3 separate regions of the Mus musculus genome follow, and all the other regions are linked to region 3. A link is a contact called in public promoter capture Hi-C data. All regions are on one chromosome and are shown on one strand. The core of a region is the stretch at or near the end of the contact, and the rest is flanking DNA. Distances in the headings are between cores, read along the strand shown. Region 1 overlaps Supt3 (SPT3, SAGA and STAGA complex component). Region 2 overlaps Supt3 (SPT3, SAGA and STAGA complex component). Region 3 holds the start of Enpp5 (ectonucleotide pyrophosphatase/phosphodiesterase 5).

Region 1 (4,333 bases), core at 1,490-3,989, 710 kb before region 3:
ACACCAAGACCTTAAAGACCTTTAATACTTTAACTGGGTTAATAAATATAAATGCAACAGGCTATGCTTTTCATGTATATTAGAATACTAACATCCTAGGAAAATGCACATGGCAGAAAAACTTCAGTAAGAAAACATGATCATAAGTGACTGCCTTACATGGAGAAGGGTGGTGATTTTTCTGAACAAACCATCAAAGCAAGGTCAAAGTAGAACTCATCAAGCTTAACTCATAATGAGGACTACACTAGAATCTTCATTAACTTCATTAAAAAAATGTGAAATCTCAATACCCCATGAAAGCTAAAACAATACACAACAAAATGGCACTGCTTAAAGATGAAAATAAAAAAGGGATTCCAAAAGCAGACGTAGACTTATTAAGACTGTACATCTGTCATTAAGTCTCAGTCACTGTTGTATTGCTGTGAGGAGACACCACAATTAAAGCAACGCTTATGAAAGCAAGTATTGAATTGGGGGCTCATACAATCTCAGAGGCTTGGTCCATCATCATCATGACAGGGAGCATGGTACTAGAACAGTAGATGAGAGCTACGTCCTGAGCAGAGAGACAGAACAGAAGAGCAGCCTGGGCCTGGCCCTGGCTTCTGAAACTCAAAGCCCACCTTGAGTGACACACCTACTCAGCACAGTGTCACTCCCTGTTGACTAAGCATTCATATATAAGAGCCTATGAGGGCCATTCTTATTCAAACCTCCATATTAGCATACACACATTTTTGAAAAACTACATTGGATTTTTAAAGTCATGCCTCTTTTATTTATTGGGTTTCATTAATTTAATGAGCCGATCTTTATTTAAACATTAAAATCATAGTTTTTCAGTGTAATCTCTAAAATAGTCTAAAATTAGAAAAAGGGTTATCTCTGCCAGTGATGTAAATAAGAAAGCAAAAAATGATTAATATTCTAGGTCCATGCAACTCACAATCAGTTCACGTTGCTGGTATTCTCTCTTATTGGAAATGAATTTCTTCTGATTTGCCTTTTAAACAAAGATCCTTGCTTTAAACTAATTTTAAGTAAAACTAGAAGGTGACTCAGATACACTCCATTTTCAAAGGTTTCACATGTCATAGGAAAAACAAGTCTTGAGCCAAAACTGCAATCAAAAGTAATGCCACAGCCATAACACAAAAGTGTATATAATTAGGTCAAAGACTTTAATGTACAATATTGTAAACTCCCAAGAACATGGTCCCACAAAAGCAGTAGTAAGTCTAAAAACTGAGACATGAAGTGTTTCCAACAGAGTTGGAATGTGAAGTGCAGCCATCGGATGAGGTACCCTGCATGCTGTACTCACCGCTAGATATACAGAACCATCCTACAGTAAACACTCAATTCTGAATGAATAAACAAAAAGCATTAGTAACTAGTATACAAGAATATTCTAGAACAAATATGGTCTAAGACCCATTTGTTCCACCATAAGGATTACCCAGAACAGTAAATCACCTGCATGAGATGATCCGAGTGCACACCACTGAATTCCACTGTCATCATGGGGACCCTGCTTACTTCACAGAGCAACAGCAAACAAAGCTGGACGCCCAGAGGTGCTACGGTGGACTAAAGGTTTTAAATGAGAAGGAGAAATGGGAGGGAGAGCTAACTCCAAAGTAAAGAATTACTAATGAAAATAATGGCTAGCTTCTGAAAACTGCTAAGTAGATCACCGTGTCTGTTAAAGAAAGCTCATGGAGCATGAAAGCAGCAAAGCTTGCAGGGTGAAGGGGTTTCTGTCCGCTCCATTCAGGTCCCAGTTGTATAAAATTTAAGACATACCAGTAATGTCTAAATGAATGAAGTTTTCAGAGCGATCTATAACAACTGATAACATGACTTAAACATGACATGCCTGGGATTAATGAAAATTCTTCATCGTTTTAAATGATATTGTAGTGCCATCTCAAATATAAAGGCAGAAGGAAAAACTAAATAAATGCTGACAGTTTGAAAATTAAGGAAAAACACAAATTGGTCAAATGAACACTAATTAATAGCAAAGACAGTTGAAAGGAGTGGAGAGCTGATATTCAAAAGACCAGGTATTAAGTCCTAAACTAACTAAACAGCTACCCTCGGACAAATCGGCCCTTCTCTACATCTTCGCGAATCAATAATGGATGGACCTAACCAATTTCTAAGACACTCAGATTTCCAGTCAGTCAAAATAACCGACACTATTAAAAACAGTTTTCTTTGTCTCTGAATACCAAATCAATTGTCCACATTTTAAAAAGAAAAAAAAAGTGCCAAAATTCTGTTCTATCCCTATAATTTAACAGTCACTTACCCAGAGTTCAGTGAGCAGGTTACTATCTATGCAAATGGTTTATGCGCATTACCTGGCTTATCCGCCTTAGAGATGAATATTGTTCCTGCATATTATAACACTGCCAGACTTTACTACGCTGCCTCCTCCTCCCACCATCCACATGGCGTCTGTAAATATAGATCTGCCAAGGAAGCAACAAAGAGGACTTAGCTAAATCAGAACTCTAAATGCAGAAAGCCACACTTAAAACTACTTTCAGCATATAAGACAAAACCCAAAAGCAACATAGTAAGAGGACAAAAAATAAAAAATAAAAAAACCTCACAACTGAAATGGAGCAGTCATTTGAGTTTCTAATATGGAATCGTGGTCTAAGAACTACCCGGGCTCCTATTTCCTTCCTCTTCTACTTGGAAACTTTTAAGATTGCAACTGTCGCCTCTCCCCTAGAGGCTGTCCTCCCAAACACAGTGTCGGTATCACCGCAACTTCACATCTACCTACCAGACGCCTACAAGATGCCAGCTACAAGATGCACCTACAAGATGCCAGCTAGAGCACATCAGGAGAAGGGTTAAAGCCCTGGAAAGGGACTGGATGAAGACAAGCACAGCACTGTCGGAAACTACACCGGGGCAAGATTTTTGCCCGGGTGGGAAGATTACCAGGCCTCTCCTAAGAATAGTACCTGGTGTCAGGCGCACAGATCGGGCAGCACAGGAAGTCAGAGCAGACCTCAGGAGAATAGCTCAGGCCAACAACCCTCTAAGCTCCGAGCACTGCTCAAGCGCTACATAAATGTACAGAGCGCTGAAGTCTCCAATTCTTTCTCACATATTGTGTCCAAGTTGACCAACTCAATTGCGTTTTAGACCTCATCCCTAGGCTGGATCTTCCAACATGTCAAATTAATAACTTCCTATTACATTTGCCCTTCAGATTCCCACATCAGCCCAGTGACCCTGACCATCCAGTCTTACGCCCAGCACAGAGTGAGGCTATAGGAAACGAACAGCACCTGCCTGCCTCCGCTGCGTGGCAGGCAGCTTACGCTCTCTCTGCCACCTCCTTTACTACATGACAACCCTTCAAAACTCTAAGCAAGCTTCCTATCTCCCAGCATTGCCAGCAGTCTGGTCTACACCTGCTAGGGGCTAAGACAGTGAAATGTCTCGAATTCGAGAACAATAAATCAGCATCCACCAGGGGGTGAAAACGATTAAAACTGCAAATAGACATGGTTTACAAAAGAAAACTAGTACAATTTACCATAGAACAGACCTAATGTGACGCCTCTGTATCACCCTAGAGTGTCAGCAGGGGAAGCCCAAAGAACTGTAGTAAACTACACCTGGTGTTCTATCTGTGTGAACTCCATATCCCTGCAGGCTGTTAACCTACAGTAGAGACGTTTACTGAACTGGTCAAAAGAAGACACGTTCTATTACTTTTCTTATGTTTAAAAATGAATATATTAAATATACTCAGCCTCTTAATTCCACTGAATGGACACTGATATATATTTCTCTATTAGTCAGAATGCAGTATTACAGATCCATTTTTAAAAATTGAACTGGCTGTTTAAAACTGACCATTTCTGCCATTCAAAAATAAAATCTCTTCCATGATTTAAAATTAAGGTGATAAATTGTCTGGGTTTTGCATACTGCAGTCACAGCACAATTCTACACTCAAGCAAGAAAAACAAATAGTAAAGAAGACTGAGAAGTTTTTCGCTCGGTCTCTAATCATCCACTCGTTAAGCGGCCCACTCATTAGTCTGGTTGTTTTTACTGTTTCTATCAGGGGTTGTTTCAAATAAACTCTCAAAATGTAAAATTACTTCATTAATCAACTTTAAAAGTAAAATGGATTGCAAAGACCCATGCCTGAAATCTGAGAATACAGCAAAAAAGCATAAAAAGAAATGAAAAATGAAAGCCCTTAAAATTTGCACTTAGAATTTGTTTTGGAGCTCGTTGAAATGATTCCTAAAAATTCATCTGGAAGCATAAAAATAAGAAGGGG
Region 2 (3,874 bases), core at 293-2,792, 1.0 Mb before region 3:
CTCTGGGGTCTATCTTCTTTGAGATTATTAATTTCTCCTAAAACTCATTTGCCATCCTCTTTGCTCTTCTAAAGTTGACTATAGACACTTCCCATCCTCCGGTAGCTTCTATCCCCTCTGAAGCTAACCCCCGCTGCCTTTTAAAAACGTAACCGAGCATCTTGCCTACAAGTATGTTTGTATATTATTTGCATGCCTGGTACCTGTAGAGGTCAGAAGAGGGTGTTAGACCTCTGGAACCAAGTTACAGATGGTTGTGAGCTACCATGTAGATGCTAGGAACTGAACTTGGGTCCTCTGCCAGAGCAGCAGGTGCTCTTAACCATCAAGCCACCTCTCGGCACAGAAGGTATTTAAAAAAATTTTTTTAAAATGATTTCATAAAATGCACTCTGTCCTTTCATCGTGCTTACCCTCATTACTCTCTCTTATCCCTTTCCTACTCCATGTGATCCTCTTCCTCAAAGCAGATGTTTGAGCTTCAAACCCCCATTCCTTCTTACGAGTCTCCATCGTGCACAGCATGCTTATGTGCATCAGCACAGCCAAATGCCCTTTCTCTGTTCCTTCATTGTCAGCTCATCTCAGCGAACCTCCAGAGGGCTCAGGGGACACTTACTCTACCCACATCCTTCACAGCAACCCTGTAAGGCAGGTACCATTTATTACTGCCTTTACCACATATCAGGAAAGAAGGAGGTAAATACAGAGAACCTTTGAGTTTCTTTGTTTTGATAATCTCTTGTTAATTTAGCTGAACTTAGGTTATGTGCTGGAAACAAAGGTAAGCTGGAGAATAAATGCTAGTTGATAGACTTAAGTAAAAGATAGGTTAATCCACACATACCACACCACACACACACACACACACACACACATATATACATACACCACACCATACATATACACACACATATATAACACATACACACAAACCACACATACACTCTCCCGACTCCCACACGCACGTGCACTCCCACAGCATTTCCATACAGTTCCAGATCATGCCCCGAACCCATCTCTAAGTTAGCCCATCCATATGCTGATCCACAACTGGAATGAAAAGCAGAGTTTTATACTCTGTCTATTGTCATGATGGAGTGACAGTCACCTGGACAGGAACATATGAAGGCACCAAGCACAATTTTCTTTAATTGTGTTAACAGAGCCTGCTTCTATTGCTGTTAGAGACTTAATGATTGATATCTTTGCTTTATATATTGCTGTATATAACCCCTCTCTACACAGTGACAATGGCTGTGAGATATATTCTGCTTGAATACAGAAAAAATCTGTATGGTATGATTATCATCATCATCATCATCATCATCATCACCAATAGCTTGATAACATGAAGCTAAAGGCAAAAGGGAAAAAATAATGTGAAGTTGAAGGAGATTTCAATTTGTGAGTTCCCAGCACTTCTGGACACTGCTGAGGTGAATTTGGATTGGGTCTCTGAGGCTTTCATGATTCTAACCAAATGCAGCTTCCAAGACAGATTGATCTAAAGAGGAGCGAGCCCGTCCCACTCAGTGTAACTAACAGTCTGTTCTCTGCATGCTAGCCTGGGCCAGGCGGCTTGCTTTGCTCCCTCCAGAAGAGGGTGATTCTGAGCCTCTTCCTCGTGGGTGTTTATGATGAAGGAAGGACCGACCACTGCTCGGAGCTCTGCAAGGCGAATCCTCGTGGAAGCAAACAGAGTTTATTTTTCAGGTGGGAACGTTTTTAGAGTTTACTGGAGATTTTCATTTCCAAATCTCCAAATTCAACAATTCTTCAGCCTCTGTAAGCCTTCAGATGGAAGGTCCAATATTTAGAGTAAACAGTGTCCCAGTCTCCCCTTCTGAGCAGCTTTCTTTCTCAGCCCTGTCACAAAAGTGTTAAGTCCTGGCAACTGGAACACAGAGCCTCTTTGTGGTAAAGCTTCCTACTAAACCATGCCGACCGTGTTGCTAATGAGTTACTGCTTAACAGAACCCTAGAAGGACACTGAAAAACGAAAATACCCTGACAAACGTGTTGACCAAAGGATGCCAACAACTCTCCCAGGGTTCTATCCGAAATTCAAGGATTAAAAAAAAAAGGAAAAATGAACTGTAGTGTATGTGAAAAATCATAACATTGAAACATAAGTCCATTTATCTTCTAACTATTTTTCTAGTTCTCGTCCAAAATTTTGCTGGTTATTAAAACATGCCTGTGTAAATATGAATGTTCTGCTTTATAACTTAACTCCCGTTTCTTGTCCTTACGATATAATAATGTCATTGTTTGTTATATCACACTTATTCTTAAAGTGGCGGGGCTTGATTTCCAGGGCTGGTTGTCACGCCGAGGAAGGGCTTTGTGATGGGAAAATGAAAGGCTAATCGGGAATCTCTGAAGGCCGGGGGAAGGCTGTCTGCAGCCCTGAGGATTCTACAGGAATGCATATTAGCACACGTGGAGCTGTTCGCAGTGGTCTCCTAACTGCTCCCTGGGCCCTCCATGGCTGCGATGTCCACTGATAAGATGAAGGGGAACCTCACTGCAAGAACATCAGTGAAGTCATTCAAATTCCCAGACTGGGGCTGGTCATGGGCAAACATCATATTCCATAAGCATGTTCCCTCTGCCCTGGGGAGAGAACGCCCACTCCTGGATCTCTTTGGAGGTATCCATAGTCAACTGCCTGTGTACCCAATTGTACCCAACTCTCCTCAGTCATGAGGACCACCAAAAATGAGAGCTCATAGCAGGCTATTAAATGCTACAGTGCTCACAGATAAAGCACAACGTACGCCGTGATTGGAATTACAGACTGTAGGAGCCAGAGTGGGCCTGAGGGATAATTTAGTTTAACTTTCTCATTGTACAGCTGAGCCTGAGTGACTTTTCCAAATGTTATTCAGCTACTTAATGGCTGGGCTGGGAGCATAACCAGGTCTCCACACTGCAATTCTGCTGCTTTTGCCATTAGAACAGGATCCAGCCATGACATACTATTTAACAGGGTCAGTCACCCAGGCACCATCAAGCCTTAATGGGAATGGATTCCATTAACAAGAGGTCTTAGTAGAGAACTCTCTGTACCGAGTTCTCTAAAATTTAGCACTGGCATGCGAGGGCCCAGGGAACAGGATGAACTAAGAAGAGAAGAGTATGGTAAAGAAAATCTCCATTAATAAAATTGCTGAGTGTATAGAGAGTGGATGATATTTTTTAGTATCTTTTTATATACTATATTTGTGAAAGGAGAAATTTCTCTTTTTCTCTTTCTCCAGTGTCATATTTTTAAAAACCACTAGATTGGAAATCAAGGGACAGAGTTCTAGTTTGGATTTTACCATTAATTCATGACTACACCCTAGCCTTCAACCTTAGGTTTCTAATCTACCAGGGGAAGGGATTGGACTAGTCTACTGCCTTTTATTGATATGATAAACACCATGGCCAAAAGCAACTCTAGGAGATGGTTTATTTGGCTTACACTTAATGATCACAGTCTACTATGAAGAAAACCACAGCAGGAACACAAGACAGACTCTACCACAGAGGCCTTGCTTACACAAGCCACCTGTCAAGGGCTGGCACCACCCATGTGGCTTGGGCCCTCCCATATCAATCATTAAACAAGAAAATGACCACAGATTTGTCTTTAGCTTAATCTGATAGAGGCACTTTCTCAATTGAGGTCCCCTTTTCCCAGGTGACACTAGGCTGTGTCAAGCTGACAAAAAATCAAAATCAAAACAAACAAACAAACAAACAAACAAACAGCATAGGGTTATTTTTACATGGTGAGTTGAGAAAAGTGCTGGATGTGGCATTGTTCTAGCTGTTGAAGCCAAGGGGAACATAGAACAGCTAGGAGAAGCCATACTGGGAAGTC
Region 3 (3,891 bases), core at 1,281-3,780:
TACCCTAACTTGTGGTCAACATCAGAAATAACAGACCCCATGAGAGGACTGTCAGGTCCCACATCATGGCCCGTGTCATCGGGTTCTTCCCAGTAGAGGAAACCGAGATTGATGGGATCTTTGGCTGTAAACCACTCAATGATTTTGGCAACTCTGTCTTCAAAGGAAACAGACTCATTGTAAGGTAGATAATAGGTCGGGAAACTATCGTGGATCTTCACATCTGCTCCGGGCCACATGGCCGCGCCACTAGCATGCCCTGCCCTCTGGTTTGTGATCCATATTGGTGTGGCTTCTTCCCAAAACTTAGAATCATAAATATCCATGTGCTCCAAGGAGAAGGACTTGTTCAGAATAGGGTCGAACATGTCATTTGCAACAATCCCATGATTCTCTGCAAAGAGACCAGTGACCAAAGTGTAATGGTTAGGGTAGGTCTTTGTGATGAAAACATTAGTGACTTGGTTCACATGGACACCATTTTTCATGATATAATGGAAATGAGGGGTTGGAACTTTATATAAGTAATCCCAGCGGAATCCATCAAAAGAAACTACCAGAACTTTCTGCTCTTCTGGCTGTAGAGAAAACGGAGCCGAATGGCATAGAGTAGCCAGTGTGCAAGACGCAAGGAGAAACTCTGGAATCATTTTTCAAGACCTTGATCAGCTCAGCATAAGGTAATCTGTAGAATAAGCACAAAGGAATTAATGCTGACAACTGTGATTAATACATTTTCTTCCAAACTGAGAATGACAGCGATGAGTGATCTCATTTACATCCTAAGTCACAGCCTGAAAAAACTGTACAGAACTCCATTTGACACAGGACACCAGGGCCAAAACGCTTTAGTGCCACTTTACAAACAAACAAACAAACAAACAAACAATCTTATAGTTTCCTATATTCTATCAAAAGATATTCCTCAAAGAAACAAAGGAATTACTCAAATGGACCCCACAATAATATTTAAAAAGATGATTTGTATATGTGACTTTTCAGAGACAAATTCAGGATGATTTAGAATGCTTGAAAATTTGTAGATATGGTGTGTGTCTGTGTGTGTGCGCGATGTGCGCATAGGTGGTATGTGTGCATTGTGATGTGTGTGCATGTGTGGTATGTATAAATGTGTGGTATGTGTGCATGTGTGGTATATGTGCATGTGTGATGTGTGTGCATGTGTGGTATGTGTGTATGTGTGGTATATGTGTATGTATGGTATGTGTGATGTGTGTGCATGTGTGGTATGTGTGGTATGTGTATGTATGGTATGTGTGCATGTGTGATGTGTGTGTGTATGTGTGATATGTGTATGTGTGGGATGTGTGCATGTGTGATTGTGTGTGCATGTGTGATGTGTGTGCATGTGTGATGTGTGTGATATGTGTGCATGTGTGATGTGTGTGATATGTGTACATGTGTGGAATGTGTGCATGTGGCTCTGACTTGCCTTGCTATGGTCTAGGAATGGGCAGATGTAACCTATGAGGCAGGCTGGCTTTGTTTTCAGAACCATAAGCTGTATGCAAAGGATGCATATGAGCTTAAGGTTAGATTTGCTTTTTTAAACTGTGGTTTCATCCAGACTAGAAACTGTTTTGGACATTGGTCTCAAGACAATGACTGATTCCAAACTTAAATTTACTATTGTATCTTGAATGCCACTCATTCTGGGAGCAACATTAATAATGGCCATGACGGGGAATTAAATGTATGCAGGAAACTGCAAATGACTGATCCCTGTTTCTTCCCTCTTTTCTTTTCTTTCCCCCAATTTTCTCTCCCATCTCACTAACACGAAGGAAATTATTATCAACCAAATACAATTTAATGCCAAGAAAGAATCAGTTGCACGGAACATATGATTTTTTTCCCATCTATTTTAGTTAATTGAGGTAAATAGAAGACAACTGTTTTCTTGGGGCAAACTGAAGCGAAGTATGAGGCTCTGTCTAAAGCTCGGGGATGTTCGATAATAAGAAGCAACATAATTACATGGGTGCCACAACGCAGGTGGGGGTGGGGATGAGGAAAAAAGGACAAATCTCTCATTTCTCCACGCAGAAACAGCACGGAGCCCTGAAACTCTCTAGATCTCGATTGAAATCGCCCTGGCCTTTCCAGTCCTTCCTCTCTCCAGCCTCCCCCACCCCCACCCCGCCCCAACCTAAGCAAACAGGCGCACCAATCAAAGAGCAGAGGAGTGGGCTTATGTCAGGGTGTTTGCCAGGGTGGGTGGGTGCGTCGCCTCTTCTCTACGGGGTTGCTAGGCCTCCCCGCCCCGCTGGCCGGTGACAGCCCCAGTGTGGGCCTCTGGAGGCAGGCCACCCTTCTCCGGGGACTCACCCGCGCTGAGACAGATCTGTCCTGGAACGTTTGGGACCAAGAGGAGGCAGAAACAAGGGGCACTGTAGGATCCTGTTCGCTCACCTGCACGCAGCCTCAGCGCAGAGCACCTGACTCGTCGCTGCAGCCCGCCCCGCTGCTGGAACGCCATTGGCTCCCGCCAGCTTGTCACTGTTACCAGGGTGAAAAATCCGCTCCTAGGAGTAGCTGTGCTGCCTGTCAATTAGCGGAAGCAGGGGGGCGGGCGCTGCGTGGGTTTGAAGGAGGGGGACTTGGTGGCCAGGTTTGGGGATAGGGATGGGTGGCTGGGGGCTCTTGTCACTCAGAACTGCCCTGGTAGGCCTGTTGTGTCCGTGATATTGAGGGACTTTAGTGTGCTATCCCAGTGGTTGGAGATCTGAAACTCATGTTCATTATAAGCTAATTTTATTCTACCATCTCTTCTGAGTTTTCTTCTTCCTTTATCATAAACTGATGACGTCACTCAGTAAGCTTTAATTGAAGGAGGGACATCAGAATATCCAAGCTTGCCATGAGATGGTGTTAATAATTCGAAACAGGGTCTCATTTAGCTCACCATAGTGTGGAACTCAGTTTGTAGCCCAGCATTACCTCAGTCCTAGTACCTTCCTGCTCCAACTTCCTAAATTCTGGGGATTACAGGCATGTATCACCATGCCAGGTTTTATGAGGTGCTGGGAATTAAACCCAGGTTTTCCTGGATGCCAGCTGAGCACTCTCTCAACTGAAGAATATCCTTAGCCCTCATGAATCTTTTGTTCATGAATAGCTGGTGTCAAGTATTTCCTCTATGGAAGGCTTTGGGAATCTAGTCTGTTCTGAAGCCCAATGTGTGACTTCCAAGTGTTTGCATCTTATTATAAGTTGGCCACGCAGGCACTCCCCACTCCTATCCTCCAAGCAGTAGCACCTGAAAGCTTCAGCTAACCAAATCTGTCTGCAATAGGCAGTATTATCTGCTTGATTGTCACAACTGAAGTTTCAACATTTAATCAGCTGGTAAGGCTACAAGCATCCACAGCTGTGGCCTTGGTGCCTGTCTGTAACAAATGTCTTCTGTTCTGTGTGCTGGGGCTGTGATGTTTGTAGCCACGTTCTGTAAAGGAATTGAGCCCTTTGGTCTTAGCCTTTGGTGTATTTCTAATGAGGGGACAGTCTCAACTCTAGCCATGGGCACTTGCTAAATTGGGCGGCACTGCCCTGAAGGGCATTTGGGCACTCTGCCATGGGGATTTTTATCATTTTCAACACGTGGGAAGGAGGCGGAAAGGGAGGTTGTTTCTGCGTGTAGCCAGACCCAAAACCATGAAGCTGCACAACTTGTTCCGAAGCCCCAAGTCCTGACCTTTGAAACTGCTCAAAGTTGGAAGGAGGTGGTTCAGTCTAGTAAGTCCTTATCTCCCAGCCTAAGAAGCCAATTCCTTGTTCACTCCAAAGAAAGAAAACCTGGAAGAAAAAAAAATCAGGGGTGAGAATGGGCCTGTTTCTATGTGGGTCATTGAGAATTGGAGGCTCTGCTCA

Evidence for each region. Promoter capture Hi-C pulls out the DNA fragments that hold promoters and counts their contacts.
Region 1: a contact with region 3 is called in a promoter capture Hi-C map of pre-B cells, with 2.7 times the contacts expected there. The contact joins the enhancer-like site here to the promoter of Enpp5 in region 3. A contact is called at or near these places in 6 of 39 promoter capture datasets (3T3-L1-derived adipocytes, hippocampal neurons, liver and 2 more).
Region 2: a promoter capture Hi-C map of hippocampal neurons shows a contact between it and region 3, with 4 times the contacts expected there. The contact joins the enhancer-like site here to the promoter of Enpp5 in region 3. A contact is called at or near these places in 10 of 39 promoter capture datasets (the 3T3-L1 cell line, 3T3-L1-derived adipocytes, the C10 cell line and 6 more) and 1 of 115 datasets of contacts at active chromatin or transcription factors (astrocytes).

Annotation. Positions count from the first base shown.
Region 1 is chr17:44,790,832-44,795,164 of GRCm38.p6, reverse strand. All of the region lies in intron 2 of Supt3 (SPT3, SAGA and STAGA complex component), which reads right to left. It also overlaps a transcript of Runx2 not described here. Among named protein-coding and RNA genes, the nearest start is that of Supt3, 16 kb to the right of the region's middle. Within about 2 kb of position 2,739, at least 27 of the 459 cell types and tissues checked have an H3K27ac peak or open chromatin away from gene starts, as enhancers often do. A contact at or near this core is called in pre-B cells, where this site is marked.
Region 2 is chr17:45,076,154-45,080,027 of GRCm38.p6, reverse strand. The region is part of intron 11 of Supt3 (SPT3, SAGA and STAGA complex component); the gene reads right to left. Among named protein-coding and RNA genes, the nearest start is that of Gm35097, 69 kb to the left of the region's middle. Within about 2 kb of position 1,542, at least 16 of the 459 cell types and tissues checked have an H3K27ac peak or open chromatin away from gene starts, as enhancers often do. A contact at or near this core is called in hippocampal neurons, where this site is marked.
Region 3 is chr17:44,077,441-44,081,331 of GRCm38.p6, reverse strand. Enpp5 (ectonucleotide pyrophosphatase/phosphodiesterase 5) reads right to left here and starts at 2,530. Exons shown (of 4, transcript NM_032003.3): 1 at 2,350-2,530; 2 at 1-685. The coding sequence starts at 650.